Regions from separate parts of the Sus scrofa genome. Here region 1 is linked to region 2. The links are chromatin contacts, called in public HiChIP or PLAC-seq maps. All regions are on one chromosome and are shown on one strand. The core of a region is the stretch at or near the end of the contact, and the rest is flanking DNA. Distances in the headings are between cores, read along the strand shown. Region 1 has its middle 14 kb from the start of RPL18. Region 2 has its middle 160 kb from the start of RPL18.

What was found. HiChIP or PLAC-seq counts read pairs in DNA pulled down with a chosen protein or histone mark.
Region 1: an H3K27ac HiChIP or PLAC-seq map of alveolar macrophages shows a contact between it and region 2. The contact joins two enhancer-like sites.

Annotation. Positions count from the first base shown.
Region 1 is chr1:84,390,724-84,394,044 of Sscrofa11.1, forward strand. No RefSeq gene overlaps it. Among named protein-coding and RNA genes, the nearest start is that of RPL18, 14 kb to the left of the region's middle. Within about 2 kb of position 2,013, at least 31 of the 83 cell types and tissues checked have an H3K27ac peak or open chromatin away from gene starts, as enhancers often do. A contact at or near this core is called in alveolar macrophages, where this site is marked.
Region 2 is chr1:84,218,612-84,222,044 of Sscrofa11.1, forward strand. No RefSeq gene overlaps it. Among named protein-coding and RNA genes, the nearest start is that of RPL18, 160 kb to the right of the region's middle. Within about 2 kb of position 2,095, at least 7 of the 83 cell types and tissues checked have an H3K27ac peak or open chromatin away from gene starts, as enhancers often do. A contact at or near this core is called in alveolar macrophages, where this site is marked.

The DNA.
Region 1 (3,321 bases), core at 763-3,262, 170 kb after region 2:
CAGGGAAACTCACCTTTTCTCAATACAAGAGAGCTAATGAACAGCGCACATGACATGCCATACAATAAACTTCCATCCCACCACCCCTGAGAGTAAACTGCATTTGAAGCATACTCTACAGGAGCCATCAGATACTTTGGAGAATCCAAGTAATTGGTTTTGAACTAATGGAGATGATCTAGTGGGGCTTGGAAACTGCAAATCAAACCAAGCAATAATGTTGGTTTAAGGAGTTAGATTGTAAACTTTAAAAAAAGTCGTTTTTAATCTGTATATAGATCGTTGTTGCCAATAAAAACCATTGGTATTTATTGATATATTGAAAAAAAGATGTTTGATCTTTTTTGATATATTAAAAAAAAGATTTTTTACTATCACCGGAAATTGTTTAACCAGGAATGGCTTGACTGCCTGGTGTTCTGTGTTGAGAAGGGTTCTGAGGCTGAGTTTGAATCAGAGGAAAAGAATATTACGGCTGAAAAATAACTGTTATAATAATAATAATAATAACAATAATAATAATGTGTACTTTATTCTCCCTTTATTTTGTGTTGGGTATATTTTCCCTGTTTTATTCATGAATTGAGTGCACATGGGCTAAATAACTTGCCAAAAATACATGGTAGACCTAGGATTCTGAGACTAAATCCCTCAGAAAAGACTACCAGTTCTTGTGGTACTGTGGACAAACATACAGCTTCTCAGGACCTTCGTCTTCTCATTTCTGTAGAGCTTAGGACTGCATTGCTTTCTAAACTCTCTTTCGGCTCAGATGGACATTCGTGTCTGAACAGTCCACTTAAATACCTCACACCCTGGCAAGCTTGCCCTCCTTTCAACTCCAGGAATATTCATTATAATTTGGCCATTCTGTGCTATTTGGGGAGCTACATGACTGGGTATCCTTTTATTCTAGACTCTGTTTCTCCAGATGCAAGGAAACGCTATGGAAGAGGAATGAATCCTTGCTACACTGCCTCTCCTACAGTAGCTGGCTTGGCCCCCGACACATGGCAAACATATGATAAACATTGGCGGATTGTGTGATATGGTTCAGGCCACCACACTGTCTTCTATTTTAACAGGCTGAACCTAGTATTTGCCACCGACCCAGGAGCAAACAGCTGGCTGTTTCTGAGTCAGTTCTACCTGGGGTGTGTTAAATCTGTGATCTAGAATTGAAGGTACCCTCTACCCCCCAGCCCTTGCTCCCGCCCCCTCTGACCATTATGAATGCCTGTTTATCTTCTTGCCTTCATCAACAGCAGCTATTCATTTAGCAGCCTGACTTAAGACATTCCATGTATATACTCAATGAAGGCTTTCTTTCACTATTATTTTTCTGCGGAGGGTAAAATGCTGTCTTGTTTTTCCAGTTCTCCTCCTAAGTGTGATGATTTAGATGTTCCTGCTGTTCATTGGCAGGTTTTCCGTTTCCTTCTAGCTTCTAGAAGAAGCTCCTAATAAGCCTCTTGCTTTTGAGGCTCCCAGTTCATTAATAACATAGAATTTCAGCAATGCCTGATGTTCCAGACCTTTAGCTCTTCCTTTTCCTTCCAAGAGAAAACAACAAACAAACAAGCAGGCAAAGGAAAACTTTCATTCGCTGCTGTCGCTGACTCTGTCCTGTCTGCCTTAAGATCTTAACAGAGAATTTATGCAAGAAACTCAGATTCAGTTTTGCAGTTAGGCTGAAGGCTTACATATTTGACCCCAGCTTTCAAAATGAGTCTGCTTCCGCATTTTTTTTTTCCTCTCTCTCTACCCCCCCCCCACCCCATGTGCAGTATTTTTCAATGGTACTTCATGCTTCTAAGTATGCTTTTTCCTTCTTTCTAATTAATATTGACCGGGTTCCCGAGTATACAGGGAAAAATTCTAGGGACTGTGTGGATGGAACGTAGAGAGGAAAATGTTCCTGCCCCATCCTTTCTGTTGGGCTTCTGGCTCTCAATGATGCCATTCATTCTCCCTGCCCTCTGGCCCCTTACACAACTTTCTCTCATTCACATGGGGCCAGAGAGCATCAATGCCCTTTTGTCCTACTTCCCTCAGAGCCTTGCTGTGGCTCAGAGCACAGCAGAGCTGTCGGCAGCACGGATGCCATTCCTGTCAAACCTGCTGTTTTTCGTGTCCTCTGATGAACCAGCAGTCTGTACAACGGTGTCTTCCCAGAGCACGTTTTCTGAATGTGAGGCCTGACTGTCTGTCTTCAGGTTCTGCTGGTTAGGAGGCAGGGCTGAGCAGAGAGCCAGGCCTGCACCCCTCTGTGGGTCCCTCAGCCCCTTGGTCAATTCACCTTCCAGTTCTCACATATCCTACCCCAGCCGTGACTGTGGTTCTCATTTTTCTGACTTCTGGATGTCTTTTTTTTTTTTTTTTCCCTGTTTTTGCGTCAGGGCTTACAAATTCCTGTACCTCAAAAATACAGAGAGATAACTGCCCAGACACACAGACACACACACACACAGACACACAAATACATTTCTGCCTCCTCTAAACACGCATATCCGTATGCTTATCCTCCTATCCATGTTCACAGATGCATGCTGAGCCTGCCCCAGTGCTCTTGCCCAGGCATGAAGGATGTATTATTTGCTCTTTGAGAAATTCTAAGTTTCATTTCTTGTGAAATAGTCTTGGGCTTCAGACTCAAGTCCAATATGTGTGAGTCATACAGATTAGAGAGATGGGTTCCGCGAATCTGTGAGGTAACTGCAAGCTCTTCCCAGCCTTCCTGGACGTCTCCCCATCTCATCAACTGTGGGACGTTGGGAGTGATAGCATTGCCTGTCATAAACTTTAATTATACAAGCTGGAGGCATTTACGAGCTTTCTTCTAAAAGACAGAAAACTAGAGATGCCAGTTCTTTTAGGTTCGGAGGTACTCAGCACTGCTCCACTTGCAGGTATAGACATTTTTTTTCCCTTCCAAATGTTTCCCTCTTGAAATTTGGAAAGTTGAAGCTTTGAGTTAACCCAAAATTCACTAATGGGGATTTGTCCTTATCTGTGACTTCAGAGAGTGAACTTTTTTCTTTTCTTGTCATGGAAGCACATTCAGGAATTGTTCCTTGCCTTTATTTTCCTAAACAGTTATTGAAAGTTCATTCCATTGTGCTGAATACAACAGTGTTCAAGACTTCACAGCACAAAGATGCAGTTTATTACCTCCTAGGTATTATCTAATATGTTGAAGAGAGATGAGAGCTTTCCCCAATCCCCTCCATCTCCCTGACCCCTGTCCCCAGTTTTAGGAACTTCTTCCAATTTATTTGCTGGGCCCCTTGACTCTCCGACCCCATTTCTAACTTGACTTCA
Region 2 (3,433 bases), core at 845-3,344:
AGCACATTAATGTTAGCACTTGGTGAAGTCATTCTGAAAGGAGCTAGACCTCACCAAGTGCTTAATTATATCATATTTTGGAGGTCCTTCTTGATTGAAAAATAGTATTCATAGCTGCTGCTTCTTTTTTTTTTAAATTTTGTCTTTTTAGGGCCACAGCAGTGGCACATGGAGGTGCCACGGGTTGAATCGGAGCTGCAGCTGCCGGCCTACACCTACAGCCACAGCAACATGGGCTCTGAGCCACGTCTGCCACCTATACCATAGCTCATGGCAATGCTGGATCCTTAACCCACTGAGCAAGGCCAGGAATCAAACTTGCATTCTCATGGATCCTAGTCAGATACATTTCTGCTGAGCCACAACGGGATCTCCCATAGCTTCTTAAATTATTTAAAATTTAAAAAAACATTTGGAAAATAATACATGTATGCACATGCACGGGTAAATCAAGTGATCCTGAAATACATAGAGAATTTCCCCTTTCATCCTTTCTCCAGTCAGTCCTATTACCCAGAAGTAATCCCATTACTTGGCTGTTGTAATGTTAAATTACACTTTACTTTCTTAATTGCCTTTAGACACAATTAGCCCAGTGAGAAGTGATGGGAAATTAAAAGAACTCTAGCCCACTTAACCTTTCCTTCTGTTTCCCAAATGTGTTGTATTATTATCCATAGTTTTTTCTGATACTTGTCATTAGGACTGCATATTGATATAAAAATTCTACACAGCACCTATTAACTGCACACAGATGAGGGTTTTAGCACACTTCCACCTCATTTCCTTGCCCCAGAGCCTATTTATTATATTGTTTTTTCATTTTCAAGGTTTATAATATTTCCATTATATTCTTTAATTATATTTTCTTAAATTTTTTTTTTTTCTTTTTGTGGCTGCACCTGCATGTGGAAGTTCCCAGGCTAGGTGTTGAATCAGAGCTGCAGCTAATGCCCTACACCACAGCCATAGCAATGCTGTATCTCAGCCACATCTGTGGCCTATGCTGCAGCTTGTGGCAACACCAAATCCTTAACCCACTGAATGATCAGGGATCAAACTCGCATCCTCATGAACACTGGTTGGGTTTCTAACCTGCTGAACCATAATGGGAACTCCTGTCTTCAGTTTTTTTATATATAGTTTCTATGTTGAAACAAATTAATATCATTTTATATATACATATATTAAGTTTATATATATATATATGTTATTCTCTCTGTATATCACTATATCACCATGTATGTAATGTGTCACCTTGGAAGCAAGTAGTGTAATTAAACCTACAAAAAAGGAAATATAAGGTTTTTTGTTTGTTTTTGTCTTTTTAGGGCTGCACCCGTGTCACATGGACGTTCCCAGGCTAGGGGTCGAATCGGAGCTATAGCTGCTGGCCTATGCCACAGCCACAGCCACGCCAGATCCGAGCTGTGTCTGTGACCTACACCACAGCTTGATGCAATGCCGGATCCTTAACTCACTGAGCAAGGCCAGGGATCAAACTTGCATCCTCATGGATGCTAGTCAGATTCATTTCCGCTGAGTCATGAAAGGAATTCTGGAAATGTAAGTTTTAACACAAACAAACAAACACCCTCCCGATTGAGTTCATTAAAGGAGATTATTTTAAGCATCAGGATTGAAATGATGTTTCTTTCTAGCTTTGGTCTTTCCTTAGTCATACATACATGTGACTTTTTCCTCTTTTCATCACTGCCATCCTCATTCTCAAATAGATGGAAATGATCCCTGAAAGTACAGTCTTAATTCTCAGGTAGATGGTCCTGAGAAAACCACAGTCTGAAGACTTCCATAAGTTCCCATCACTGCATCTCCTCACTCCCTGCCTCTTTACCCTCTTAAGTAGGCTTTGCTCCTTTTGTCTCTGCTGAATTCTCTATACTCCCAGCCAAGCCCAGCTTCTCTCATTCTGCCTCCAATCCCATCCCCTTTTGCATATTCGAGGACACTGCTCCAGCAATTTCCTTTTTCATTCCTGCTTCAAGTTAATTTCCCCCTCCCTACTGGATCTTTCTGTTAACCTTCAAAGAGGAAGTTATATTTCATAACTTAAAAAAAATTCTTTCTTGACCTCAGTTCCCCCTTCAGCCACCCTCTATGTCATCCTTTTTTTTTTCCCCAGAGGCATGTGGAATTTCCTGGGTCAAGGATTGAACTTGCTCCACAGCAGCAACCAGAGCTGCTGCAGTGACAAGCGACAATGCTGGACCCCTAACCTGCTATGCCACAAGAAAATTCTAAAGGTTTACTGATACTTACTGTCCCCCATATCTTCTCAAGCTTCCAGAGAACCACTTTATCTAGATCACTAAGAACATTCATGTTGCCAAATCCTGCGGTCATCTTACTTGTCCGGTCAGCAGTTTTGATCACTCTCTCTTCCCTGAAATATGTTCTTCCTTTGGCTTCTGGGACATGGTGTTCCCTTGATTTTCTGCCTACTTCTATGGTTGCTACTTCTCAGTTTTTTTGTTTGCTCCTTTCGTCTCATCTCTCTGACCTCTCAATGCTGGCACATCCTAGAAACCAAATCTTAGATTTCTTCCCTTTTTTCACCTCTACTCACTTTGGAAACTTCATGTTTTTAAAAAGCATTTCTACCTTGATGGTTCATATGTATGCATATATGTATGTATGCATCTGTTTATACATATATATGTATTATATATGTGTGTATATATATCTAAATAAATCTCTCTCTAGCATTCCATTTCTCTCTCTCTCTCTCTCTCTCTCTCATATCTCTTCCTGAAGCCAGCTTTGTCTATCCAACATCCTTCTCTAGAACTCCACACGGACATCTAATTTCAAATACAACATGTCCAAAGCCGAAATCTTGGCTTTCCCCTCCATGTCTGCTTTCAGCCTTCTTCATCTTAGGCAATGGCAGTTCTATCTTCCAGCTTCTCAGGTCAAAAACCTTGGAGTCACACTTCATTCCTATTAGATTTATCTCCACAGTGTACTTGGAGTAAGAACACTTTCCACCCCTCCTCTGCTTCCATCCTGGTCTGGTCTTCTCTCTTTCATCTCTTGCCCTAATTACTGTCATAGCTTTTTCACCCAGTTTCCTTGAATCTTCCCTTCACCCCCTTCATCAGCTCAAGTGATAGATTATGTCACCCGTCTGCATGAAACTCTTCAATAACTTCCTATTTCACTCTGAGTAAAAACTGATGTTCGCCAGTGTCCTACAGGTCCCATGTAATGTCTCCTGTCACCTCTCCTCCTTTTTTACCCTACTCCAGCTGCATTGGCATCTTTGGAGTTCCTAGAACATGCAAGATTACACTTGCCCCAGGGCCTTTGCACATGATGAACCTTCTTATTCCTAAAATGCTTGCCCCAGACATCTGAATGGCCACCCCTTACCTCCTCTGGGTCTTGACTCAGATGTTGCTTTTGTAGTGAA